7 separate regions of the Mus musculus genome follow, and regions 1, 2, 4, 5, 6 and 7 are each linked to region 3. The links are chromatin contacts, called in public HiChIP or PLAC-seq and promoter capture Hi-C maps. All regions are on one chromosome and are shown on one strand. Each heading gives the region's core, a stretch centred on a gene start, on an enhancer-like site or on the middle of the called end of the contact. The rest is flanking DNA. Distances are from core to core; before and after follow the strand shown. Region 1 holds the start of Luzp1 (leucine zipper protein 1). Region 2 holds the start of Htr1d (5-hydroxytryptamine (serotonin) receptor 1D). Region 3 holds the start of Ephb2 (Eph receptor B2). Region 4 overlaps Gm31295 (a long non-coding RNA gene). Region 5 holds the start of 9130020K20Rik (a long non-coding RNA gene). Region 6 holds the start of Wnt4 (wingless-type MMTV integration site family, member 4). Region 7 has its middle 19 kb from the start of Gm31295.

What was found. Promoter capture Hi-C pulls out the DNA fragments that hold promoters and counts their contacts. HiChIP or PLAC-seq counts read pairs in DNA pulled down with a chosen protein or histone mark.
Region 1: a contact with region 3 is called in a FOXA1 HiChIP or PLAC-seq map of pancreatic cancer cells. The contact joins the promoter of Luzp1 here to the promoter of Ephb2 in region 3. A contact is called at or near these places in 1 of 39 promoter capture datasets (cranial neural crest), 1 of 484 Hi-C or Micro-C datasets (embryonic stem cells) and 4 of 115 datasets of contacts at active chromatin or transcription factors (embryonic stem cells and pancreatic cancer cells).
Region 2: an H3K4me3 HiChIP or PLAC-seq map of embryonic stem cells shows a contact between it and region 3, with 5 times the contacts expected there. The contact joins the promoter of Htr1d here to the promoter of Ephb2 in region 3. A contact is called at or near these places in 2 of 39 promoter capture datasets (hippocampal neurons and liver), 1 of 484 Hi-C or Micro-C datasets (myeloid progenitors), 2 of 115 datasets of contacts at active chromatin or transcription factors (embryonic stem cells and pancreatic cancer cells) and 1 of 9 other capture datasets (embryonic stem cells).
Region 4: a contact with region 3 is called in a promoter capture Hi-C map of liver, with 2.3 times the contacts expected there. The contact joins the enhancer-like site here to the promoter of Ephb2 in region 3. A contact is called at or near these places in 4 of 39 promoter capture datasets (the 3T3-L1 cell line, 3T3-L1-derived adipocytes, liver and 1 more), 2 of 484 Hi-C or Micro-C datasets (the HPC-7 cell line and embryonic stem cells), 3 of 115 datasets of contacts at active chromatin or transcription factors (all in embryonic stem cells) and 2 of 9 other capture datasets (embryonic stem cells and pancreatic islet).
Region 5: an H3K4me3 HiChIP or PLAC-seq map of embryonic stem cells shows a contact between it and region 3, with 3 times the contacts expected there. The contact joins the promoter of 9130020K20Rik here to the promoter of Ephb2 in region 3. A contact is called at or near these places in 1 of 39 promoter capture datasets (hippocampal neurons) and 1 of 115 datasets of contacts at active chromatin or transcription factors (embryonic stem cells).
Region 6: an H3K4me3 HiChIP or PLAC-seq map of embryonic stem cells shows a contact between it and region 3, with 16 read pairs. The contact joins the promoter of Wnt4 here to the promoter of Ephb2 in region 3. A contact is called at or near these places in 7 of 39 promoter capture datasets (the 3T3-L1 cell line, cranial neural crest, embryonic stem cells and 2 more), 3 of 484 Hi-C or Micro-C datasets (all in embryonic stem cells), 5 of 115 datasets of contacts at active chromatin or transcription factors (bone marrow-derived macrophages, embryonic stem cells, neural tube and 1 more) and 1 of 9 other capture datasets (embryonic stem cells).
Region 7: a contact with region 3 is called in a promoter capture Hi-C map of hippocampal neurons, with 3 times the contacts expected there. The contact joins the enhancer-like site here to the promoter of Ephb2 in region 3. A contact is called at or near these places in 6 of 39 promoter capture datasets (cranial neural crest, embryonic stem cells, hippocampal neurons and 2 more), 1 of 15 datasets of contacts at CTCF or cohesin (the NIH/3T3 cell line), 2 of 484 Hi-C or Micro-C datasets (cerebellum and embryonic stem cells) and 1 of 115 datasets of contacts at active chromatin or transcription factors (stem cell-derived neural progenitor cells).

Annotation. Positions count from the first base shown.
Region 1 is chr4:136,467,830-136,471,415 of GRCm38.p6, forward strand. Luzp1 (leucine zipper protein 1) reads left to right here and starts at 1,932. Exons shown (of 5, transcript NM_024452.2): 1 at 1,932-2,021.
Region 2 is chr4:136,422,411-136,426,103 of GRCm38.p6, forward strand. It overlaps Htr1d (5-hydroxytryptamine (serotonin) receptor 1D), which reads left to right and starts at 2,202. Exons shown (of 2, transcript NM_001285484.1): 1 at 2,202-2,340.
Region 3 is chr4:136,834,377-136,837,918 of GRCm38.p6, forward strand. It overlaps Ephb2 (Eph receptor B2), which reads right to left and starts at 1,636. Exons shown (of 16, transcript NM_010142.4): 1 at 1,394-1,636. The coding sequence starts at 1,454. Gm31536 (a long non-coding RNA gene) reads left to right here and starts at 1,559. Exons shown (of 5, transcript XR_881502.3): 1 at 1,559-3,510.
Region 4 is chr4:136,388,027-136,392,168 of GRCm38.p6, forward strand. Gm31295 (a long non-coding RNA gene) reads left to right here. Exons shown (of 3, transcript XR_390837.3): 2 at 1-48; 3 at 730-967. Among named protein-coding and RNA genes, the nearest start is that of Gm31295, 2.6 kb to the left of the region's middle. Within about 2 kb of position 2,280, at least 2 of the 459 cell types and tissues checked have an H3K27ac peak or open chromatin away from gene starts, as enhancers often do. A contact at or near this core is called in liver, where this site is marked.
Region 5 is chr4:136,345,158-136,348,729 of GRCm38.p6, forward strand. It overlaps 9130020K20Rik (a long non-coding RNA gene), which reads left to right and starts at 2,135. Exons shown (of 2, transcript XR_881499.3): 1 at 2,135-3,572. It overlaps Hnrnpr (heterogeneous nuclear ribonucleoprotein R), which reads left to right. Exons shown (of 11, transcript NM_001277121.1): 11 at 1-824.
Region 6 is chr4:137,276,037-137,279,757 of GRCm38.p6, forward strand. It overlaps Wnt4 (wingless-type MMTV integration site family, member 4), which reads left to right and starts at 1,599. Exons shown (of 5, transcript NM_009523.2): 1 at 1,599-1,720. The coding sequence starts at 1,644.
Region 7 is chr4:136,366,236-136,369,804 of GRCm38.p6, forward strand. No RefSeq gene overlaps it. Among named protein-coding and RNA genes, the nearest start is that of Gm31295, 19 kb to the right of the region's middle. Within about 2 kb of position 1,891, at least 7 of the 459 cell types and tissues checked have an H3K27ac peak or open chromatin away from gene starts, as enhancers often do. A contact at or near this core is called in hippocampal neurons, where this site is marked.

The sequences.
Region 1 (3,586 bases), core at 682-3,181, 370 kb before region 3:
ATTTTTATTTATTAATTTTTTCATGTGGATGAGTGTTTTTTTTTAAACGATTTATTTATCATTATATCTAAGTACACTGTTGCTGTCTTCAGAAGCACCAGAAGAGGGCATCAGATCTCATTACGGATGGTTGTGAGCCACCATGTGGTTGCTGGGAATTGAACTCAGGACCTTCAGAAGAGCAGTCAGTGCTCTTAATCGCTGAGCCATCACTCCAGCTCCCATGGATGAATGTTTTGCTTATGTGTATGTATGTGTATCATGTATGTACCTGGTGCCTGCAGAGACCAGAAAAGAGTATTCGATCCTTTGGAGTTGGGGCTGCAGAGTGTTGTGAGCTTCCATGTGGGTGTTGGGACAGAACCTGGCTCCTCTGCAAAATGCTCTAACAAATAGGCTATCTCCCCAGTTCTGAACTCTTTCTTTCTTTCTTTGAGACAGGATTTCACTATGTAGCTCTGGTTGTCCTAGAACTTACTATGTAGACCAGGTTGGCCTAGAACTCACAGAACTCTGCCCGCCCTCTGCCTCCCAAGTGTTGGGATTAAAAGCATTTGCTACTATGCCGGTCTCTGCAGTTGAATTCCTGAGTTTTCTGGCTTTACCTCCTGAGTGCTGGAATTAGAGGTATATGCTACCACATCCAACTATGCAGTGTTTGTGATTGAAGCCAGGGCATTGTGCATACTAGACAAATGCTCTACCAACAGAACTGTATCCCCAGCCCCAAAGGGTACTCCAGGTTGGCCCTAAATGTGTGATTCTCCTGTTTCACCCTCTTCAGCATTTGCCTACCAGCGCTCATGGCCATGGATGGCATTATTTTTTAAGACATGTTTTCTTATTTGTAGCCCTGCTTGTCTCAAACTAGCAATGCACCTGCCTGCTGAGTGCTGGGATTAAAGATAGGAATGTGCCACTGCCACACCCAGCTGGAGGTCAACAGGATACAAGTTATAATGTATCCACGGCCCTGTGAGAGCTGGAGTCAATGCCACCAGGTACAGAGAGCAAAGAGGGTTGGTCTTTTTGCCTTGGGAGAAATAGGAGGACGCACACAGGAGATGAGGTGACAAGCAGAAGGGCGGATGTGGGAAAGCGGTGGGTGTGCTAAGGGAAGTTTGGGTAAACTTCAGAGCGTGTGTATGAAGGTAGGAAGTGAGAATACCAGGCCATGGATTTGGCCTTTGTTCCATAGGCAATAAAGAGCTTACACAAGAGGCGTCTCCAGAGACCAGCCATACTCCTGCAGTCAGAGAGGAAGCAGCTCTTAGCCATCTGTGTCCCGGCTTGTGCAGGCTGCTGGGTGCCAGCGCGTGGGAGGGCGCCCACAGAACGTCTCTGAATGTGGCCTGTGCGCTGCAGGATTTAGGTCCTGAGCTACCTTCAAAGTCCACTTCCCCCCAGGGGTTCTCTTGGCCCTAGTACTTTGTACATAGAAGGCATTGGGGGGACTTTTTGAGACCATGTGGCCCACTGCCGATTCCCATTTTAAAGAAGGAAAAGTAAGGGATATAGATGGGAAAGGACTTTCCTGGCAGCACCTGAGGAATGAATGTGGAGCCAGTGGGACTAGAAGTCATGACCTCTGAGCCACGCCCAGTCCCTTCTCCACACTCACTGAGTAAGAGGTGTTTGGTTGAGCGATGACTTCATTTCAGGCCCTAATCCCTTTGCATGGACGATTTTACTGCACCCTCCCAACGTCTCTGAAAGCGTTTCTTTTGAGCGCGGTCTTGCCTTCCAAGTCAGGTTTCCTCCGGAGCCTAGCCCAGGTCCGGGGCACCTAGCTAGGAAGGCAATGAAAACTTGGCTGGGTTCAAACCTTGGGCTTGGAAGTGGGAGGGCTTAAAAAAAGGACCAAAGGAGGCGTGGCCTGGCATACGCCCCGCCCCGGAGCGCTGACGCCACACAAGGCCCCGCCCCTCATTGTCAGTCTGGGGGAGCCTGAGCAGGCGCCGGCCGCTGGGAGCGGAGCGCCGGATCCTCCGGCGGCGGGAGCGCGGGCCGCAGCCGCTGAGGTGAGGCGGCGGCGGGAGTGTGGCGAGGCGGGCGGCCTGGGAGTCCGGCTTGTGTGCCGGGGGTGAGGGGGTCTCGGCCGGGGTGTCCCGGGGACGGCGGGGAGTGCGCGCGGGTTCTGGAAGCGGAGCCGGGAAGGGGAGGTCTCCGGTGGGCCAGCCGGAGAGAGTGTGGCTGGAGTTGGAGGGAGAGACTCAGAGATTTTTTTTTCTTCCTGAGGAGGGGGAGGGACGTTTCTGAGGAGACTGGGGAGACGCCGAGTGAGGGCGAGCGCGGCTGTGGCGGCCAGGGAGGGAGGCGTCGGGGTCCTCGCCGGGCTCCGCGGGGCGGCGAGCCGGGAGGAAGGAAGTGAGCGGACAGGAAGGGCCGCGGCCGGTGTGCGGGACGCGACGCGCGGGGGGCCGGGGAGAGGCCCGCGGCGGCCCCGGGGCGTCCGCAGCTGTCGGCCCCGGGGCTGCGGCCCGCCCGCCCGCCCGCGCGGCTCCCGCCGGCGCGCTGCTCCCGTCTCGCGGGCCAGACCGCCGCGGCCCGGGAAGGAATTCGAGGCATTCGCTTTGTTTAAGTTGCCAGTCGACAGTCCCGAGGACTAATTAATGGTGGAATCTGCAGGGGCACTCGGGTAGCCGCCGGCCCCCTCCCGCCGCCGCGGTGAACTTTCCGCAGCGCGCACCCCGCCCCGCGGCCCGGCAGGGAAGGGAGCCATGGCTTCCCGAAGCGCAGGAATGAAGTGCGGTTTCGGGAGCCGCTTTTGGCCTGCGGCTGGCCAGGCGACTAGCGAGGTGGAAGCCGGCGTCCCGGGCACGGGCACTGGCACGGCGGGGCTGGTGGGTTCCGCAGCCCGGTGGGGACCTCTCCGAGGTGCCTGCGGTTTCTGCTAATTACCTCGCAGGAGCCTCAGCCGGCCGAGAAAGACCCATCTTGCTATGGAGCATCTGTTTCTTCATCGCGTCAGCCCCTTTCCTAACACTGCAGAGCTTGTTGTGGCTTGTTTCGGAAATGCCGAGGCGGGTGCTCACACTTCGGGGTGGGAGAGGGGAAGAGAGCAGGCAGCCCCCCCCCCCATCCCCCTTCACACACCTCCAAAAAAAAAAAAAAAATCTCCGCAGTGTTCTTTAACCGAGCAGCTTGCAGATTCTCTGTCGCACCTTCGATGACTTGAATGACCTTGGGGGAAAGGATTGTGCTTCTGAGCGCCTCGTGGTGGCTTTTCTGTCCATTCAGGAGAAAATAACTCTCTGGACCTCAGTGCCTTTTGGAAGATATTTTTGAGATTTGGGGTTTGTTCAGGGTATTTCTTTTTGTCCTTTTTATTTTATTTTTTTTTCCAACTGCTGTCTGTGGTTCTGGCTTAAGGATCTGGACTAGTGACAGAGCCGGGAAGAATTCAGATCACCTAGGAAGATTTAGCAACCCCAGATGAGGGGAGGCTATTTCCTCTGGGAAAATCTGTACAGTATGTTCCAGATTGCCTTCTGTCACTTTGTGTGCAGCTTTGGTGGCATTTGTGTGGTTAAATTCTATAACCCCCTTAGAAAATTCTTCTCTTGTTAGAAATAATTGTTTTGCA
Region 2 (3,693 bases), core at 952-3,451, 410 kb before region 3:
GCCTATACCCAAGGGCTTGTATACCTCTTCCTCTGCTTCTGCTTCCCACATTCTGCTCTCCCCAGCTGTGTGGAGGTTTCCTCCCGGGGGGGGGGGGGGCGGCAGAGATGGCACTTTGCACAAATGCTAGTCCCGGGAAGGACTGAGAATCTGAAGTGAACTCCCTCCATACACATAGCTATTTCCATCAACATTGCCCTGAGCAGTTCTATAAGCAGGTGCTATTAGAAGGTATTGATTGCTTTAGGTGTGTCCTTTTCTCCTGTCCTTTCTTCTTCCCTTTCTCCTCCTCCTCTTCCTCCTTTTTTCCTCTTCTTTCCCCCCCACCCCCCCACCATCATCACCATCATCATTATTTTGAGACAGTCTCATAGAGTCTAGACTGGGCTCAGACTCCCTGTGAATGTAGCCAGTGACCTTGAACTTCTAATCTTCCCTAGTGCTGGGATTAAGGCATGTGCCGCTACTCTTTGTTTATTAGATGCTGGGTGTTGAAGTCAGGTGTTTGTGCATGCTAGGCCAGTATGCTTCCAACTGAGCTATGTTGCGCATATCTTTCCCCAGGGCTGCTTCAGATAAAAGACACACACACACACACACACACACACACACACACACTCGTGACATGCCACTGTCTACTCTAAAGTATGTAGTTTTCAGCTGCAAGACCTCAGGGTAGGACCTTGGCAGCTGCCATGCTGGGCTGTGTATCAGGACCCTCTGGCCCTCCACAGGGGTTCAGCCAGGACACTAGTAGCACAGCCTATATTAAGGCCACCTATGTTTGGCATTGCTCAATCTCCCCATCTCCAGTGTGGGGAAAGAGCCAAGGGCCTAAAGAGAGGAGAGACGGCTGATTGAGGTGTGGCTGCCCATAACTCCTGTCTATTCATGCCGTGGATTTATTTGCCTGGGATCTGCGCTAAGACAAAAAGAACCTCTGCATTATTAATGACCATTGATCACAGCCTTCCAAAAAAGAGAGACTGAGAGAGATGGAGGCTCCAAGCCAATCACAAATGACAGACCAGGAGAGCAAGGGGTGGGGGCGGAAGGGGAGGGCCAGGTGGGCAGAGAGTTTGGCGCAAATAGAAGGACACGGAAGGACGCTGCAAGCAAGGCGTGGAATAGCTGCTGAGTTCTCAGTGTGCTGGTGTGCCAGATGTCAAACAGCTGTGTGGGTGCTGGTGGGTGTTTCCGGATCTCCCTATGCACTCCCCCCCAAAGGAGACTCAAAGACACAACTTTTACCAGGGATGAAGAGTCGCGGTCACTTCATGATGCTAATAGGGTCAATTCATCAAGAACACATAACCAGTCTACTGGTGGATGCTGGTGATAACAAGACATGAGAATATACAAACAGTAAGGAGACACAGTGGGTGGGCAAGGACACGGAAGGCCAGGTCCACCGGAGCTGTAAGGAACCTGGTCAAGCAGGAGTCTTTGCCCTCCCTGTCTTTGAACTCAGCTCTCTCTCTCTCTCTCTCTCTCTCTCTCTCTCTCTCTCTCTCTCTCTCTCTCTCTCTCTCTTTCTTTTTCTGGCTCTCTACATCCGCAGCCCCTACTAAACGCTGAATAAGGGAGCTGGCGGTCATATCTGCTGCCCCAACTTTGGGATCACTCTGCTTGCCCAGCAGGAAACTGTACTCATTCCACCTCTGGTGTGTGGCCGGGACGCTTCCTACCTCCGGTCTGTCCTGAGAGGCTGCTTTCCCGGTGAGACTTTCTCCCCTCCCCCGCCCTCCCACCGCCTCCGACCACCCTGTCCACTCCCCACCTCCTTTCTTGCTTTATTTTCCTCCTGAAACATCTGTCATCTCATTAAGTACATCGTATCCGCCCCAGTAGAACGTGAGCCCCAAGGGGCGGGGGTTGCACAATGGTTTTAAGCCCAGTGCATAGCCGGTGCAGATATAAAGCAGATCGATAAATACTTGCTAAATTAAAGGTAGGGGGCGGGAGACTCAGCTTGTGAGGAACCCGCGGATGGAGTCTAGGCACGGTCCACTTTCCCCGGACAGTCCATTCCTTCCTACAGGTGGGCCTCCTCCACCCGCATCCCCTGCGTCCTCCTACCGTGGGGTTGGGGCAGGGGCTCCGGGCGGGCCTCCCCTGCTGTGGGCGGGAGGCCGAGTGGGGAGCGAGCCCAGCGGGGGAGGAGCCGGGGAGCAGAGCACGGAGCAGCGGCGGGCGCGGGCAGGAGCCCGGAGCCCGAGCTGCAGGCGCGGAGGGCGGCGGCGCCCGGAGCTCAGCGGGGGTCGTGGAGGAGGCCGGGCTGCAGCCCTCAGGGGTGCGAGGCGCCCACGGCGTTGTTCCGTACCTCCCGGCAGGGAGCTGGTAAGCGCGGGAGCTTGGGGCGTCGCAGCCTCGCGGGGCTGAGCCTAGCCGGGCGGGTCCTGATGGGTCACCTGGCGTCCCGCCTCTGTGCGCCTCTCGGACGGGACAGGAGCGCACGGAAAGACGGTCCCAAAGGACCATCGGGGCCCGAAGGGAGCATCCCGGATGGTTGTCCAAAGCCCTGGATCGTGGGGTGGGTGGAGGGATTCCCCAGGGGAGGCTGCGGGACCCTGGGAGAGCGTCCTCCGTGTCCCGCGCTCTGGGAAGATCCCACTGGACAAGAGTGCCCCCCCACCTCGGCCCGAGGTGAAACGTCTACCCCCAGGTGGCCCCGGTGACGGCCTAGGGAATCGGGGAGCCCTCTACCGGCCAGGTCAGGGGTGACGCCAGTACGGGAGGGGACTTGAAGGAGCGTCCAGTTTGGAGCTCGGGTTTGGAAAGGGCCCTGACTTGCTTGTGACCTTGGGCAGGTCACTGCTTCTCTCTGAGCCTCAGTGTGCACATCTCTCAAATGGAGAGGACGCTTCCCTTCACTGCGGATTGGTGGGAGTGGGTGAGAGACCGTGGATGCCTTTTTATACGCGGTAAAGTTCTCTGCAAATCCTAGCTTTTCGAGCAACATCAGAACTGCAGAGAGCTCAGGGAGATTGGCTTTATTGCAGATGGGAAGAAGGTGGCAAAAATCTTGCCCAAAGTCTCAGTACTTGTAGAATGTAATACTCAACGCCCCCGGCCCGGCCCCCACCCCCACCCCCACCCCCACCTGCTCCCACTCGCTGGGTTTGGGGACCATCAGAGATTAAGATCCTAATACTCTCAGGCTGGCCACATTAGCAAACTAGCCCTGGCTACTTGCTTAGCTGCTTAGTCCTCTGAGCATTGGCTCCCTCCTATATGAAACGAGAGTGACAACGACCACACTCCAGGTTTGCTTTGCAAAATCAAATGGAATCACTGCCTAGTATTACATCTGACCTCAGACAGGAACTCGGCCTTCCTCGCCAGGCTTTGTAGTAGCAACCTCAGATCTCATCTTGGGAATTGCTTTATGGCAGTGGTCCTCAAACTCTGAGTCTCAACCCCTTTGAGACTCGACCGACCTTTTCACGGGGGTGGGGGTGCGGGTTGCCTAAGAGTTCAGAAAACACAGATACTTACATTATGATTTATAAAAGTAGCAAAATTACAATTATGAAGTAGCAACAAAAAAATAATGATTTTATGGTTGAGGGTCACCACCACATGAAGAACTGTGTTGAAGAGCGGCAGCATCAGGAAGGCTGAGAACACCTTATGGTGTTTTCTAGTGGCATTTGTGTTGCAGGTCTGTGCTTTCCTCTACATGCCAGTGAC
Region 3 (3,542 bases), core at 386-2,885:
CACCATGCCTGGAGTGGCTGTGCCTGGAGCCCTCAAGGCTTCTTCACACCTCACCCCAAAGTGACCCAAGAATAGGGCACTCTGTGTCTCACCCCTCAAGCCCTCGGTGGCACACTCCTAGAACGGGTCACCTTCTTTAGGGGTAAGAAAACCCAGCCAGTTGTTTGAAAGACCTCAGACTCAGGGCCTATTTTTATCACCCAATGGCTAGGGCTGAGACAGGATTTTTCTGAACCCGCGGTTTCCCTATTTGCTAAAAACCAGTAAAAATTCGACCCATCTGGCTTCCCGGAAGACTTCTGAAGGATTCAACACAGATTGTCGGCCGGCAAGCACTTTGCAAAGAAGGCTTCAAGTACCTTGTCAACCGTGCAGCACGCTGTAAACCACGGAGAGCAAAGTACTTCATAAACTGAAGCGACTGGCAAACTGTAGAGCACAGTACACGTGAGAACCATTATTAGGATTCACGCCTGGTCCTTCCAGCCCGGCCATTCCTGGTGGACACACCCAGACCCCCACTAACAACTTTTCCTCCAAAGCCAGCGAGCTGCGACCACCTGGCAGCCACTCCCGCCCCCGGGGGGTCGGGTGGTACCACAGCGCGAGGCCTCGGGGAGAGGCCCAGAGACCCAGGCCAAGGCCAACAACACATGGCAAAGCATCTGGTCCGGTCTCTGACGGCAGCTGGAGAGTTCTCGGGGCTCCAGACTCCACGCTGAGCTCTGTCGCCCACGGGGCGGTGGCCCGCGGAGGTACCCGGAGAACCCGGCGCGCAAGAGTGATGCCCATCGCCCCATCCCCCGCTCAGTCCTGCTGGGGAGGGGACCCCATTGTACGCCGCGAGCGACCGGGCGGGCACGGACGCGAGGGTGGGGGACACGCGCGCTTCGCTCCACTCCACGGGTGCCCCTGCTCTTCGGGTGGCCCAGGCTGCATCCAAGGGGGCGCGGCCAGGGATCCCCAATCCTTGGCGCGGCCGCGGTGCCTCCCTCGGAACGCTCCCTGCCAAACTTTGCAGCACCCACTGCGCGCCGGGCCCGCGCCCCTGAGCTCGGTGCCGAGGCATTGCCGGGCTCTGCGGGGATGCGGGGACCTCGGTGGCGGGCGCGCAGTGGTAAGACCCCCCAGCCCTGGGCGGCGCTCACCCGGCTGGCTACAAAGCCTCGGCAAGATGGTCCCTTCGCCTCCTCCTGGCACAGTCAATCAGCGCCCGCCGCTCGCCCGGGCGCCCGCGGGGCCCCGCGTCTTTCCCAGCGGTGGCCGCCGGCCACACCTCCCCGCGGCCACCTGCGCCCGGCACCGGCCCCCGGGCAAACTTTGCGACCGCGGGGCCGAGTGAGGGGGCGACCCGGGGCCGAGGCGGCCGCTCCCCGCCCCCATCCCCGCTCACCTTCCACGGCGGCTAGCAGCGGCAGCAGCAGCAGCGCGGCCCCCAGCCTGCGCACGGCCATTGCTGCGCTGCCCGGAGCCTCCGGCCGCGGCGCCGCGGGGACCCCCGGGCTGGAGCGCGCGCCCCGGGCTCGGGGGGCCGGCGGGGAGCGGCGGGGCGCGGCGCACACACACACGAGCCGCCGCCGCCGCGCAGCCAGCAGAATGAGCCATCCAGCCCGGGCAGAACGGGGACCCGGGCTCCGCCAGCGCTGGGCACGGCCCACCTGAGCCGCGGGCGTGGGGGGAGCCGGGGTTGGACTGCCAATCCTGTGCCTCTGCCCGGTGCACCCACGGGTTGCACCACGCCCGAGTCATGATCTTCTAAATCTTTTGAGTCCCTTCGGATGGGGCAGCAACCGTGTTGGAGCATCGTGACCCCACTCACCCGGGTGTCCGGGACCCCGGAATCCCCCCCGCGCAGCAGTGGTCTCTCCCGGCGCTGTGGCTCCTCCAGATAAAGCAGCGATTTCAGCCCAAATGTTTCTCAATTTTTATTGAATGCTGCAAAGCCGAGATCGTCTGGCGCGGCTGACAGGAGCAGAGAGAGGGGACCCGGGGCGGGGGGGCGGAGAACGAGGAAGGGGCTGCCCAAAGCCGGGGGACTGGCCCTACCTGTCAGGACTGGGAGTGCCACCCCCTTGCCTGAGCCCTGCCACCCGCGTCCCTGCGGCTTCGAAAGGGACTGAACTGCAATGAATGAGGGGGGGAAAGAGGGGGGAGCTGGGAACAAAACAGGCGGCTTTCCCAGGCTCTAGGGTTGGGCTGGGGCCTCTGCCTGGGAGAGTGGGCCTTGGCGCTCGCCCGCGGGCCCGGGGTTCTCTCTGGCAGGAGTGGCGGGCCCTGGCAGGCAGACCCCGGGCCTTCCCTCCTTGCCTTGTTGTCTTGCGCGAGCCCACCGGCCCCTCCCCGCGGACCTTCCCAGCCGCACATTGTATTTCTCCTCTGTTGATCTGGTTCCCGGTGCAGTTTGCGAGCAGGGGTGTGGAGGAGGCCCGGGGGTGGGGGGTGCCTAGCGACAGCCCCTACTCCACCCCTCGGTGGAATGGACCTGTCTGGGCTGCTCGGTTTTGTGCATAGCTGTCCCTTCGGGGAGGACACAACCCCTTGTTCCATTTCTGCGGGCCCAGCCTGCTCTGACAGCCTTCATCACCATCATCATTAGCGGGCTTGCTGAGACCGGTGGTGGGAGGACTGGAGGGATCCTGCGGGAACCACCCAGGCAGGGCCCCTAGCCTTTGGGACCCGCGCTCCTGAAAACACACTTAGCCAACAGCACTGGCCATGATCATTGCAGTGGGTGGAAGAATGCTTTAGAGAGACAAGCTGTTAAAAGTCCAGTGCAGACCTCTCCAGTCCCTTTGTCCCACAAACTAACAAAACGTCCCAGAGATGTCTTCCCTTCAAGGCCCATCAGACAGACTGTCCTGAGACACCAACTGAGGTTTGGAAATTTGGGGCACCCTTTGAAGCATTGAGAGTCCATCAGAAATGAACCTCAGCCTGGGAGGCCACCTGGAAATGGTGGGCCTCGAAGGTTGCAAAGGAGGCAGAACAGAAGTGAGCCGGGGAGAATAGAAGACAACAGGGAAGATCACCCTCTCTGCCAACACCTTCCACTCCGTGTTGCCTGCAGACTCCTGCCTGGGGTAGAAGTTAATTGGGTGCCCTGGCTTTTTTTTTTTTTTCTCTGTTTCTCCTCATCAGACAAACCAAGGGGCTTAGGATTTGGTGGACTCTGAGCCTTTTCTCCTCCATCCCTGGTGTATACAGGTGGCCCCTCCCCATTTCCAGAAACATTTATGGGCCATCTATTACATCCTGGGTGGATTCAGCTCTGCTTTCTTTCTATCCCCTGGGGACCCTTGTCACCATCCACCCACCCCTAGCAATTGCTTCCTTCTTGATTTAAAATCCTTTTTGATTCAAAATACAAATACTAGATTTTAGCATCCTTTGAGAACCCGGGTACCAGGGATGAGGCTCGGGGCTGTTCACGTTTCCAGATTTTCCTCTCCTCCATTGTCACAACTCTGGTGGCAGGTGCAGGCCATCTCAGGTGATGAGACTGAGGACCAGGTAAGTCATCTGCTCAAGGCCAAATAGCGCAT
Region 4 (4,142 bases), core at 1,030-3,529, 450 kb before region 3:
CTTCCCCATGAGCTAACCAGAGCTCGCACCTTGAACTGCTCCAGGCAGGTGGGTGCACACAACCCCACCTAACTGTTTAGATAGGTGCTGTGCTGGGATCTGAACTCGGGTCCTCACACTTGTGTAGCAAGCATTTTACTGACTAAGCCTTCTTCTGAGCCCCCAAATCTACATTTTTATCACTTTTTCAAAAATAATCTGTGGTGCTGAAGTTTGAATGCAGAGTCTTATGTATGCTAAGCAAGTGCTCTGCTGGCTGGTGCTCCCTCGTCCTCCTCCTCCTCCTCTTCCTCTTCTTCTCTTCCTCCTCCTCCTCTTCCTCTTCCTCCTCCTCCTCTTCTTCTTCTCCTTCTCTTCCTCCTCCTCCTCCTCTTCCTCCTCCTCCTCCTCCTCCTCCTCCTCCTCTTCTTCCTCCCCCTCTTCCTTCCTCTCTTCTGTTTTTCCCTCTCCACGCCCCCCTTTATGTTTTGAAACATAGTTTTACACTGTGGGCTGGTCTCTAACTCACAGCCATCCTCCTGCCTCAGCTTCCTGATTGCTGGAGCTCTCATAAGGACGATCAAAGCCGGGGCTGGGTCAATGTAAAGTCCCTGAGTCAGCACGGTGAGGTGGGGGGTGGGGGGGCTGCTGGGCTTTGCGTTGGGAGAAGATTAGGATACTTCTCACAGGGGGTTCTTATGAGGGAGCAAGGCTGGCTCCCACCCTCTCCCTTCTGCTTACTGCTTCCAGATGTGAACACTTACTCTGTCCTGACATTCCACGCACCTTCCCCAGAGACCAAATGCAACTAACTCCAAATCTTCGAGCTGAAGAAATCTCTTTTCATCCAGGTGTGCTGCCACACTCCTGTCATCCCAGCACTTGGGAGGCAGAGGCAGGCAGCTGTCTGAGTTAAGGCCACCTTTGTCTACAGAGGGACTTTTAGGACAGTCAGGGCTACACAGAGAAACCTTGTCTTGAAAATCAACAACAATGGGGCTGGAGAGATGGCTCAGTGGTTAAGAGCACCGTCGGCTCAGTGGTTAAGAGCACCGTCTGCTCTTCCAGAGGTCCTGAGTTCAATTCCCAGCAACCACATGGTGGCTCACAACCACCTGTAATAGGATCTGATGCCCTCTTCTGGTGTGTCTGAAGACAGCGACAGTGTATGCACATACATAAAATAATAAATCCTTCAAAAAAAAAAGAAATTGTTGCTTCGTGTATTTTTAATACTGGCAAAAAGCTGGTTAAGGTCCATGGTCTCCTAACAGCCTCAGGCTCCATGCTCCTCAGCTCTAACTCTAGAGTAAGGCCAGCCTGAGTTCAAATCTTGGTTCTACCTGTCTCCTAATTTATTTAAGATTTTTAACATTTCTTTAGGTCTCACCTAATTTGAAAAAAAGATCTGGATGTGGTGACACATGCTCCTAATCCCTGCATTCAGGAGGCTGAGGCAGGAGGATTGCTATAAGTTCTCTGCTTTCAGACAGAAGCTACTTAGGGAACACCCAGAGGGGGCGGCTGAGGCTGGACAGAGGGCAAAAGAGACAGATTTTCTTAAGTGCAGCCAGGCCAGCAGAGGCTGGCAAGCTTGTGCTGCGGGCCGCTGCACTGAAGCCGTTTCCTGCTGCTTCATCCCTAAATGGGACAACAGGGAGAGCTGGAAGTCACCTGTTGCCATCAGCATTTCCTGTGCCAAGCCTAGGGGATACAAGGTTCAGTAAGGACAAGAGGCAGCACTCACTACATCATACCTACCCGGACCCCAGCCCTGCCCCTCTCCCAACCCCGTCCCAAACCTGAAACACCCAAAAACCCCTACTGCTCTAGGCATTTTGCAGGCAATGTACATAAACTCTAACTGCATGCTGCAGAACAGGTGTCATTTCGTTCCCAATTCACAGATGAGGGAACTGTGGGCACAGGGAGAGAAAGGAAGTTGTCCACATGGACAAGGGGCCCAAGCTGAGATCTGAGCCCAGGCGACAGAGCTCCAGGCTCTTGTCCCCTTGGAGTGCTCACAGTCTAATGAGTTTGTATAGGTGACTCGCCTAGGAAAAGCCACCTGGGGGAATCTATGGACAGTTTCCTAACTCCACGCAGGATGTGTTTACCAGGTTTTCACTTCTGGCCCCAGTCTTCCACTTCTACGGGGCTTCCAGCCTCAGCCTTCCCATTCCACCTCCAGTAGAACTGTGAAAGAAGAAACCATCATGTCACCCCTGTAGTCAGTATGCCACGGACACTAACGGAATCCCTGCATACCCATCCTGGACTTTCTCCTCTGGCAAGAGGTGAGGGAGAGAGTTGAGCCAAGCTCTGTAGTGAACACTTCTAATCCCAGCTTTGAGAGGTGGAGCCAGGAGGATCAGGAGTTCAAGGACAGCCAGAATTACCTGAGATCCTGTTTCAAAATGGGGGACGGGGGCTGGCGAGATGGTTCAGTGGTTAAGAGCGCCGAATGCTCTTCCGAAGGTCCCAAGTTCAAATCCCAGCAACCACATGGTGGTTCACAACCATCCATTCGTAACGAAATCTGATGCCCTCTTCTGGAGTATCTAAGGACAGCTACAGTGTACTTACATATAATAAATAAATAAATTTTTTTTAAAAATGGGGGATGGGGGTTGAAGGGATAAGAAAGGAAAGGGGGTGTTTCTAGGGGCTCTGTGCCTTGCTTTGGCTTTATGGCACTGAAGACTGTACCTAGGGTGTTGTGCATTCAAGGTGAGCACTGTATTTCCAGCCCCAAGCAGGGCTTCGAACCTGAGCTTCCTGGCAACTCCAGCCTTAGAGCCAGAAGCAATTCAAGCCCCGTGTCCTCATCCTGTGTCACTGAGTATGACCTGGCTGTGACCAGGTGTCTTACCTAACACTTTGCTTACAAAGCGGACTTTCTATCTATCGATTCTGTGACAGCTCCATAACAAAGATAAATGTGTCCTGCCTGAGAGAGCATTTATAATTTCTGTCTCAGTGGCTCCTCAGAGAGCTGGGCACAAACTCACCAAAAGAGGATGGACAGTGAGAAGCAAGGACTTTGAATATGTATAAGTCTGGGTGCTGGAGAGATGGCTCAGCGATTAAGAGCCCTGGCTGCTCTTCCAGAGGTCCCGAGTTCAATTCCAAGTGCCTTTATGGTGGCTCACAACCATCTGTACTTGGATCTGATGCCCCCTTCTGGCACGCAGGTATGCATGCAGAGAGAGCACTCATACGTAAAATAAATACATCTTTAAAAAAACTAAAGACTACACATAAGCCTTCCACTGGACCCTGACTCTGCCACATATATGCAATACAACCTTAAGGGCGTCACTCGATCTACCCGAGTCTTGGTCACTATCCTTAAGATGAGATGACAGTAACCAGGCTTTTTGGAGTGATCTTGTAAGATATAGTGATCTTGTATAGGAGTGTAGGAAGGTAGAGCCCTGGCCCTGAGCCAGACTGCTTGCTTAGGTCCCTCGTCCACCACAGTGTGTGTGCAAACCACGCGTGTGATATACCTGACTATTCCAGAAGAGGGCTTCCGATCCCTTGGAGCTCAAGTTCCTGGTAGTTGTGAGCCACCCAATGTGGGTGCTGGAAACAGAACCTTGGACCCCTGGTCATACAGTCTCGAACACTAAAGCACTGTTTTACCTCACATGCTCAGGAGACAGACAGGCACACAGTAAGTCCTCAGTAAGATAAGTAGTGGCCCTCACTGAGACTCACCACAGCGCCTACAGTGCCATCCGCAATATTACATGACCACAAAAGCAATGACCACAGTGCCCCGGAGGAAGTGGCCTTCGGAGTGGCACCTGTTGTCTCTGCTGCCACTCCTTGCTGGGGGAATGGGGGATGGGGGATGGAGGTAGGGCGAGTTTGCCTTCCCTGACCCCAGGGTTCCCTGACCAAGCTGATGATGCACTGTGCCCCAATCTGTTGGCTCCCCCTCACCCACTAGGAGCCTGGCATTCTGAAGGAGCTCCTAGAGTCTGTTATAGATTTAGCTCCCGGATGGCATCTACTGGTTGTCAGCTACTTATCAGCAATTAAGCTTCCATTGTAGATGTCAAGACAGAAATACATTTTTGCTGTTGAGTGGGGAGGTATTCCCACGGGTTGTCAGACTGTGGCTCTTATTCTCCCTGCTGCAGCAAAGTCTTCTC
Region 5 (3,572 bases), core at 885-3,384, 490 kb before region 3:
GGACCTTTGCGTTCTGGTGGCAGTGTCAGTCTAGAACCTGGTAGGCATTACACATGTGCTAGTCAGCACTGGGACTGACGTGCTTAGCTCTTGGTGTCACAGTGAAGTCACGTGCTTAGCTCTTGGTGTCACAGTGAAGTCGTGCAGAATCACTAGCAGTTTCAGGGTTGAGTTAAGGTTTTGTTCCTTTGTCCACATTTTATTGTGCGTGCATCAGTGCCAGAAAAAGTGAGGTGTAGAACTTGGTTGCTTGCACTAAACAGCTTCTTGGGAATAAAGTTAATGGTGTTAGGGACATTCAATTTGGATGAGTTTGTGTAAATTAAGAGAAATAACAGTACAATTTATTAACCATATGCATTTGCAACAAAATACACTTGATGGGACCAGAAAGGAAGTGGGCGCTATGGAAGAACTCTTAAATTGCTCCAATAAGGGGCTTCCAGTCCATGTAGCAGCTGTGTCAGGATCTCAGAACATTACTTACTGTGGTTTTTCACAGGTAAAGATTTGGCTAAAGAGGTGCTTCTGGCCTGCTAAAGAAAATAGGTGGAATTGTACTTTAAAGAGTCACTGCAGTATTTAGAGTTATGTTCTCTGGCTATTTCTAGAATTGGACAGAAAATGCCTACAAAACACTAAAAAACTTTCTGGTGTACTACAGTACAGTAACATGAGATATATCCAAATTGGGACAGTTACATGACATGTCCATTTAATCATTTCAAGAAAAACCTGCTTTTGGTACAGTGTTCATGTACCATACCTGTATTGGAATATTTGTATGATGTTAATATTTTTAATAAAATTTAACATGTTCAAAATGTTGTGTTGGTGATTTGGGGTGGGGTGTGATTAATTCAGTTGTACAAAACAGAGTCTTCAGCTGTGTAATTTAGGTTTTTACACTCAAAATTCTTCCCAAATTCAGTCCTAACCTATTTGAAAGAAGCCAGTTAAGGAGTAGCAAAGTGGTTTACTTACTGAATCCCTGCGGGGCGGGGCTCTCCCCGGGGTACTTGAGTACCTTTGTAAGACCTGGGCTCAGAAGTATCAGGCAGAAATGTTGACTCTGGCATTTTAGGCTCCAATAAAGTTTTTCAGAGGAAAATTTAACAACATTGGAAGTGGTCTAGAGAAACTGTGAAGGGGCAAATGGAAGCACCCGTGTGATGGTGGCAGTAGGCTTTTTATTGCCTTGAGCAATAGCGTGGTACCACAAAGAGAGGTGGTATTTGATGCAAGCTGTGTTGGAGGGTTTGGGTCTGTGGTTGAAAAATACTGCCAGTGAACAGGAAGTTCCATGGAAGAGTTCTCTGCCTTCGTGTAAGTTTAGTATCTGTTTAATATAGCTCCCATTCTCTTGCAGGTTGGCTTGATGTGGCGGTTCTCTTCTGTTATTTTCCTCAAGGGCATACTTAGATCCTCACCAGTGAGGAGGGTGGAAGGAAGCTCTGCCGCTCACAATGGAGATTTACTGAAAGTCGTACACTTACTCGGCCATCTTTAACTGTGCTACTAATACCAAAAAAAAAGGCTTAGGAGATGGTCATCGGGGTCAAATGATCAAAACAAGTTGAATAAGTAGCAAGAAGGTGTCTAGATACATTCCGAGTTGTCTTGTGAATGAGGATTGCTGGTAAAGTTAAGTTATGAGGTGAGAGTGATGGGCCTTCCCTTAGGTCACTGGTTTTCAGTTTACTGTTCTGGTTTTTTTCCGTTGTCCCCAGGTCAGAAGATCACTCAGTGAAACAGGAAGGGCTGTTCTCAAAGCAGCAGTGTCTAACGCTCTCTGAGAGACTGTCATAGCCAGGGTAGGGCAGAGGCCGGGGTGCGGTATAAATACTGATCAGGCCCCACCCTGCCTAGCTCCAAGATCAGATGTGGGCCACATTTAGTCTGGGATGTCTCTAGGCTATCTTTACTGCTGTCTCAACCCTGAATTCATTTACTTCGTTTAAAGAAATTAGTTTAATGAATATTTTCCAGGGTAGTTGTGTCTATATCTTTGAAGATACTGCTTTTCTAGAAATTTTAGAAAAATTAGGACCAGGTACAGGTATTTTCTTCAAGAAACCTTGTTTCTTTCAGTTATTTGTGACTCCTAGATAATGACCTAACTTTTTTTTTTTTTTTTTTTTTTTTTTTTTTTTACTAAGAGTCTTCCCATGTCTGCTGCCTCTCAAGTGCTGGGACTAAAAGCTTGTGCCACCATGCTTCTGGGAACCATTAGGGTCTAGTTGTTAGCAGAGCAGAAGTCTGTGGAAATAGTTTAGTAGCACTTACTCCTGTGCACAAAGAATAGCGTTTAGCTTCCCACCATGATGCTAATAAGTTAATTCATAAAATCGTACAGTTAGACTCATGGCCGAGGCCAGCTTGAGCAAGGTAGTCAGTTTATATAAAAATTATTTAAACTATGCAGCAGCATCCTTCAAAAATCACATAGAAGTTCATTAGCCTAAAACTCAGCTTCACAGCTGTGCATGTGAGAACTGCAGCATCGTCTGAGAAAGTCATTCTGCAGTTGTCAGCTGTGCAGAGAAGAAAGCATTTCCTTGAACGGAAAGGGACTGCGTTATTTCAGGTCTCATATTCCACTGAGGCCTTGGTCACTGCCATGTGTTCTTGGGAGGTTAATTTTATGCTCGAGCCAAGAATCCTTTAAGTCTTGCTTTTGGTTCCCTGGATTTTAAAATAGGTTAAATAAAAAATAATATACTTTAAAAGCTATTTTTAGTCAGTGTTTAAAATTTCAGGCTTAAAAGGAAGTGTGCTTTATATTGATCAAAATGTTACCAAACAAATCCTGTTATTGAACCTGATAAGTATCATGGGATTTATTCATTTAGCTGTTGTTAGAATACCTCAGTTGGTTTGGTCAGAACTTAAATGTCTTTCCAGCACATCATGGTTGAAGTAAGCCAGGCACTGGTGGTGCACACTCCTTAATCTCAGCACTGAGGAGGCAGAGGCAGGCAGATCTCTGAGTTCAAGGCCAGCCTTTTCTACAGAGTGAGTTCCAGGATAGCCAGGACTATACAGAGAAACCCTGTCTCAAAAAACAAATAATAACAACAAAAACAAAAGAAAAACCACTCAGATTTTGGTTACATTGTGTGTGTTTAGTTTTGATGTGCCTCCTGTTAGCCCATAAAGTCCTGTTGGAGCAGTGTTCTGGAGGCAGCCGCAGGAGGAAAGTCTGAGGCTATACAGGGAGACTATCCTTCAAATATAAGCAAGAGTAAAAATTGTTGCTGAAACTCATTCTTATGCTGTGGAGAGCAATGTAGTTATGTTCATTCATTGTAACAATTTCTATTTGACTTCTCTAAATGAAAAAAAAAAAAAGTCCGAATGAGACCATTTTTTTGTAAATGTTAAAATGAAGGCTCTGCTATCCCCAGGTTCTTGGAAGCCAGCTCGTACAGTACATAAAGACAATTTCCTAAAGTCCTTGGAAGGGATGCTGGGGATTGATGAGATGTTTGCAGTTGTTCCGGTCACAGTTATCACTTAACTCCACACGCTGACATGGATAGAAGCCCTCAGAGATGTTCAGATTCCCTCTT
Region 6 (3,721 bases), core at 349-2,848, 440 kb after region 3:
CTCAGAGCAGTTCTGCATGTTATTATGAAAGCGTGTTTTTTTGAGAGCTGGCTAGGACATATTTTATTCCTCGTTTTGTTAGCTTGATTTATCACCTGCAAATATTTAGACATGTGGTACATGAACTCACATCTGCACTTTTGCCGGGGCTCCACGGATCCCTACCACCTTCTGCTCAGCCTCCATGCCAAACGCTTATCAAGTCTCTCCTGGGTTAACCCAGACAACTGGAGTCAAACGTGGCCATGGTGGGGGTGGGCAGCCAAACTCACATAGAGAAAACAGTTGGTTCTGGAAGGGCAGAGGCCAGGTCATTTTCTCTCCCCCTTGCTTTTAGTGAGATTGAGTAGGGTCTCTGGGCTTTCGTGTCCTGTTTAGACAGAGTTCCTCTAGCTCAGTGGGATGTAGCCTCAGGCAGGGCCAGAGTCTGGGCTCTATCAGTGACCTGGAGAGGGTGTGGCCCAGCCATGGCAAGTAACTATTAACACGGAATTGAGCTTCAGCACCAGCCAGGCATGGGTTTTTAAGCAATATCTCCACTCCATTCATTCACTCCACAAACGTGTCACCCACCCACTCTGTGCCAGACACCAAGCTAAGGGTTGAATCTGCCTGACGTGGGAGAAGTAATAAAAGAATCGAACAGAAACCCAAGCAGACAGCAAAGATTGGTTCCTGTGCTAAAAGGAAGCCTCCACAGCCTTCCAGTTCCTAAGCAGAAGGTCTACACAGAAAGGCAAGGGGTTCGCTCAAAACCTCGCTGCCTGGAGCGCGCCAGAACTCAGGGCGATCCAGAAGCGAGGTTTCGGATTCCCGGAGTCTCAGGCCACTGTCCCAAGCTGCCCGAAGTAGAGAGGCCCCTGTCCAGCTCCGGGAAGGCTGGAGGGAGGTGAGTGCTAGGGAGGGGCCGGACCACAGAACGCGGGGGCCTGAGGGCGGGGAGGGGTCCGGTGGGGACAGCCGGGCGGCACCCCAGCCTGGTGCGCCCTGAGCGCGAGCGACTGGGTGCGCGCGAGTAGCAGCCGCTCTCGCTCCGGTGGCTCCGCCGGGGTCGGCCGGGGATCCCGGCTCCCAGGCGCCGGCGGGGGGCCGCGGGGCGCGGCCAGGGCGGCGCTGCAGTGCCCGCAGCGGCGGGCTGGGGGAGCTGTGCCCGCTCGTCCCTAAGGCCCCGGGCGGGGACCCAGCAGCTGGGTCGCCGCGCCTCTAGCTCGGCCCAACTGGGCGGCGTGCGGCCAAGCGTGCCTGCAGCAGCGGGGCTGAGGCTCCGAGCGCGTCCGGGCGCCGGGCCGGGGAGGCCCCCCAGGAGAAGCCCAGTCCCGCGGGCTCAGGACCGCCCCCGTGGGGGGGGGGTTGTCCCACGCCGCTGGACCCGCCCAGGTAACCCCATCCTCGGCCCGCCCCCGGCCCGCCCCGCCGGCCGCCCGCCCGCCTCCGCCGCCACCGCCGCATCCCGGCTCTGGGGCGGCGCTGACAGTCGGGTCCGCCGGGCAGCGGGCGCAGCAGCGGGCGGCGCGGCCGGCTGCTCGGAGGCTGAGCCCCGCCGCGCGCCCCGGCCCGGCGCCCCAGCCCGTCCGCGCGGCGCCCACCTGCCGCCCCGACGGGAGCCTTGCGGCCGCTGCCCCGGGCTGGGCGCGCACGGCACCATGAGCCCCCGTTCGTGCCTGCGGTCCCTGCGACTCCTCGTCTTCGCCGTGTTCTCGGCCGCCGCGAGCAATTGGCTGTAAGTCGGGCCGGGGACCGGGCGGGCGGGGCGGGTCCCGGGGCCACAGGCGCAGGGGGCTCCCGGCAGGTGTCTCAGCCGTGGGACCCGAGGATCGCGCTCCCGCCGGTTCCTCCTGCCGGCCACCACCACTGTCCGGTCTTCCCTCTGGAGGTCCCGGGACCCCTGCTGCCCCAGTCCGGCTCGGGGTAGCAGGGCTGGCAGTGCGTCTGCACCGGGAGGCTCCTTTGGGTGCTCGAGGGCGCGCGGGGGTGCGAGCGCGGGGCGGTGGCCCGGGAACGGAGCGAGGCGCAAACCGGCGGGCTGACAGGTCTCCGAGGGAAAGCGTCCCGAGCATAATAGCAGGTTAACCGCGAGGAGTCTGGGCGCGAGCTCCTCGCGCTGCGCTGCGCCGCGCCGCGCTGCGGGCTGAGCTGGAGGCGTGCAGAGACCTGTTTCTGCTTGGGGGGCGGGAGCCAAACATAGAAGTCCAGGACCGGGGCGCCGAGCCTCTGAGAGCCCGCAGGCTGGCTCTGGCTGCTCCTCGCTGTTCCCTGAGGCAGGAAGAAACTTCTCCCAACCTTTAATAAAGAAGGCGACAACCCCCATCCACCTCTAAGGGTCTTGCCTAAGAAGGAAGGGGGTGGTAACCACTGGTGACCTGTGTGTCTCTCCCTGACTGGGTCTGCGCTCGGGAGGATCCCTGGGAAGGCGAGCTAAAGAGCTAGTGACTAAGAGAACAAGGAACCAGCTTTTAGACTCCTTCATCCCTCCTCAGTGGCACTTCCTATGGCCCAGGCTTAACCCTGGCCCCAACTTCTCCTGCCCAGAGCTCTGCAGCCTTCCACTGTGGGCAGCCAGTGGGGAGCCAAGCTCCTGTATTGATCTGAAAAGCATGAGGTGGGAAGGGGGGATAGCCAACAGTGTAGCTGGGGTTTCCATGGAGACAGTGGGAAAGGAAAAATTCTCTCTGCATCAAGACCAAAGAACAAATATCTCCCATGAAATTGCCCTGAGTGTCCAATGGCTGTTGCTATGAGGTCATTGTGGCCAGCCAGGGCCCTGGAGACTGGAAAGGAGTGTGTTCGTTGGGGTCAGAGCCACCCAGAGCTTGGGAGACTGAGGTGATGTGGAATTCTCCCAGCTGTTCCGAGAGCTCGCAATTCCTCTGAGGCCCAAAGTGGCTGCATTGTTTTTCCTGGATTCTTAATTTGATTAACACTTCAGGGGCAGTGGCAGAGTGGACAGAAACCAGGGCACAGCCACCGTCCCCTCCCCTCCCGCCCCCCACTTCTTGCAGAATGCTCCCTCCCCCAGTGAGACCTGGGTTGCAGACCTGAGAAAGCACTTTGCACTTGAAGGAGTCTGGGGTCTCTGGAGTTGCCTCTTAAATAGATAGGTTTAGAGGTCTGAGCATCAGGGGAAACTAGAAGTTCAGCTGACCTGCCCAGCACCAAGCAGTACAAAAAAAAAAAAAAAAAAAAAAAAGCCAAGGAAACAGTGAGAAGTGTGTGAGCCAGGCCTGCAGCAAACACGGAGACAGCTGCCACAGAAAGGCCCTCCGACGCTCCTGGCTCTTTAGCTCCCTTTATAGATGAGGAAAACTAAGGCCCAGGGAAGGGAGCTACTTACCAAACTGAAGACGGAACTCAGATGCTTCTGTTTCCAGACAAGGATAATCTACTTCATGCCTGAGGCTGTCCTGAAGTTGACCCAGTACACCCAGGTAGAATTGCCACCCGCCTCCAGCCATGTCCACCACGCCCCAGTCCCAGCTAGGGAGGCAGCCCCAGCTTCAGGTCTTGCAAAGCAAGGGGAATTCCAGAGCTCGGTTCTTGAGCCTTGTGCCTGCACCGTGGGGGGTGGGTAAGGGGGGGGGGCCTGGGCTTGGGGAGGTTGGCAAACCTGTTCTCTGCAACTGGGATGGTTCCTGTTGCCATGCAACCTGCCTCTAGACAACTCAGTTCACTCCTGTTCCACCAGGGCTCTAAGCCAGCTCACAGAGACAGGAGGAAGGGGCTT
Region 7 (3,569 bases), core at 641-3,140, 470 kb before region 3:
TGTCGTGCGCATGCTTGTTTTTGTCAATTTGAAACAAATTTGAGTCACCTGGGAAGATTGGGGCTGAAGAACCAATCCATCAGATTAGCCTGTGGGTGAATCTGTGGACATTTTTTGATGAAATATTCATTTGGGACGGCCCAGGCTACAGTGGGCAATGCCACCCTGGGCAGGTATCCTGGCCTGTATAAAAAAGGAAACTGTGAACTGGACAAATGGCTCAGAGGTTAAAAGCTCTTGTTGCTGAAGATTCAAGTTTGATTCCCAGCACTCCTAGGGCAGCTCACAGCTGTTCATAACTCCAGGTCCAGGGTATCCAACACCTGATCTCAGCAGTCACCAGTCGTACACAAGATGCCCAGACATACTTGCACGCAAACTGCTCATACAAATATATATCTTTATAAAGGAAGAAAGGGTCTGAGTCAACTCAGTACGCAGTATTCCTCCATGGTGACTGCTTCAGTTCCTGCCCTGGCTTCCCTCAGTGTTGGATAACCTGCAAGTATTCGCTGAAATAAACCCTTTCCTTTCCAAGTTGCTTTTGGTCATGATGTTTGCCACAGCAACAGGAAAACAACTAGGCCAGTGTGTGTTCCCAGGGATAAATACAGCACTTCATGAATGCCATGCAAGCACTATGCCATGCCATTCATCTGCCATCTGCTTCTAATGGCTGAACTGACTACAGTCATTTCAAAAAGGGTTTCCTTGCTGTGAAGAGACACCCTGACCAAGGCAACTTTTATAAAGGACAACATTGGGCTGGCTTACAGTTCAGAGGTTCAGTCCATTATCATCGCAGTGGGAAGCATGGCAGCATGCAGGCAGCCACGGTGCTGAAAGAGCTGAGAGTTCTCCATCTTGATCCAAAGGCAGCAGCAGGAATATCTTCTGCAAGCAGCTAGGAGGACCTCTTACACACGGGGTGTAGCCTGAGCTTAGGACCTCAGAGCCCAACCCCACACTGACACCCTTCCTCTAACAAGACCACTTCTCTTAATAGTGCCACTTCTCATGGGCTGAGCAAATTCAAACCACCACAGGTTGATAATGCCAGTGTGCTTGAGGTCCCAACACTAGGTGAATCTTATAAGCAGTGGTGACCGAGGATTCCAACAAGTCACAGTGTGATTCCACACATGTCACAAAGCTATAAACCAAAGCCAGGAAGGCAGACTGGCCAGGAGGTATGGCATGAAAAGAGCACCCCAGTCATTGCCTTTTGTCAGCATGGTAATTCTGTAAGTATTCTTTATGCCTCGTTAGTTTATGTGTTTCATACAAGTCATTGACCTTACATTTTTATAACGTTTAAAACTGAGCTCTAAGACAACCTATGATACAGCTGACAGGTAGCACCTGCCTACATCCCCAAGGGCTTGGGTTCAGTCTCGGCATCACAAGGGAAAACAAAACAAAACTCTAGCCTCATAGTTACATTTTTGTCAAAAATTATTAACCTCATAGTCTCAGTAAAATGACTGGCACCCATGCAGTATGATGGAGGGCGACTGGGGTGACCCATCACAGTGCCACATGGCTGTATCACAACATATATAAGTTACGTGAGCACATACGGCTATATAAGATGTTACAGCAGCATCTTTACATACACAGTCACACACTGAGATCCATTGCTCGCATCATCCCTTGAAAACTGCAACTCTTGTCTTTCCATTTTATAGATGAGATAAAGGCTAGGAAGGTTGAATCAGGAAACAAGCCTATTACATAATAGCCAACATGCTGAAACCCTGTGGGATTATACACACTTACAGTAACCAGCTTGTGTGTGTAGTTTTGATCAGCTTCCTTTGCCAGCTCAGTCTGCCTTCAGTCAGCTTCTAAGGCAAGCTCTGTGCTTTCCCTCTGAAACAAGCGTTGCTTTGCTGCTGGAAGCAGCTGCGGCTGAGTCGTCCCTCCCTGGGTTAGCAAGGGAACAGTCAAGGTCACAGCTCAAAGGTAGCACTAGCCTAGCATCCCAGTGATCTGGGCCACTGGGTGTCACAGACAGGTGTGGCAGAGGACAACAGCACAGAGAGGAGGAAGCAGATGACATCTAAGATTGGCACAACTCACAAAGCAAGTTTCAAGATGGCCAAGGCTACATAGAAAAACCCTGCCCTAAAAAAAAAAACAAAAACAAAAAAACAAAACAAAAAAACCCCACAATTTTAAAAGGGCAAGGCTCAAAGGGGCAGTATTTCTGTGAGTCACCTACGTAATAAGCTTACAAGCAGACACCAGAACTGGGCCTTCAATTAAGATAGTGGTTCTCTACCTTCCCCTTGCCCTGAATACAGTTCCTCATGCTGTGACCCCCAACCACAAACTGATTTCTATGGCTACTTCATAACTCATTTTGCTATGGTTATGAATTGTAGTGTAAATGTCTGTGACTTCCAGTGGTCTTAGGTGACCTCTATGAAAAGGTTATTCTGCCCCAAAGAGGTCACGGTCCACGGGTTGAGAACCACTGGCTTAAGGCCTTGGTCCTCCCTTTACCTTTCGTTAGAGCTGTGAAAACTGGAGAGTCCTCTAGCCTCTAAGAGGCATCGTTCCGCACAGGAAGATTTCCCTTTAAATGACCAAGCTGACTGAGTCATCTTAACTATGAGACGGTGGGGCAGGGGCCTGAGTACAATGTTTGCCTAGCACGCAGAAGACTACATTTGATCCCCACTACTACAAAAAGAAAAAACAAATTAAATTAGCTTCATGAAGACATTATTCAGAACTAGAATAGTAGCACTCAGATTGTCTGTTGCCACGGAATGCCAGGGAGCAGGAATCGAGCCTTTAGATTGCCCTCTACTCGGAGAGAGCCAGTGATCGGAGGCAGAAGCTTCTCATAGCAGCTCGTCACGGACCAGCTATTTTATGGTGGAAATGAAAGCAGTCATTCCAGAGCTCGCCCCCACCCCACCCCCTGCCGCCCCTCGCTGCACCTCTGCTTAGGCAGCCAGCCACATGTTTGATTCTTGTGATGGTTGAGACTCTTTCCGTATCATCTCTGTCACAGTCTGTCATTGTCTGGACTCTGGGGCTCAGTGTTTCCTGAAATATTGAGGCGAGTTTGGGTCTGCTGGCATTGATCCTGCACTTCAGCCGCTGACAGAAAGGAGAGTCAACGCAGAACACATACATCATGGATACTCTGTGTGCTAAGCTAATTAACACACACACAAACACCTTTCTACAATATGGGATAGGAAAGTGCCCTTTTCCATCCTCTATTGCCTACTGATTGGAAGGCAGTGTGTCTCTGGGCCTTTTGGATAATTAATGTTAGTTTCTGTCAGAATCTGTGTTCCAAACTAATACTAGGGGCTAGACATGTAACCTAGTTGTAGAGTGCCTACCTAGCATGGAAGATGTCCTAGCACCCACCTACCCACACCCCCACACCCTCCCCCCACACCCTTCATACAAATCCATGGTGTTGGGGGTGGGGCATAAAGCAGTATCATAATTCTGGATTCCCAGACCTTAACTCTATAGTATGATAGATTTTTCTTACAAATATTTGTTGGACAACTAGAAACACTGGGGAAAAATAAAAAAGG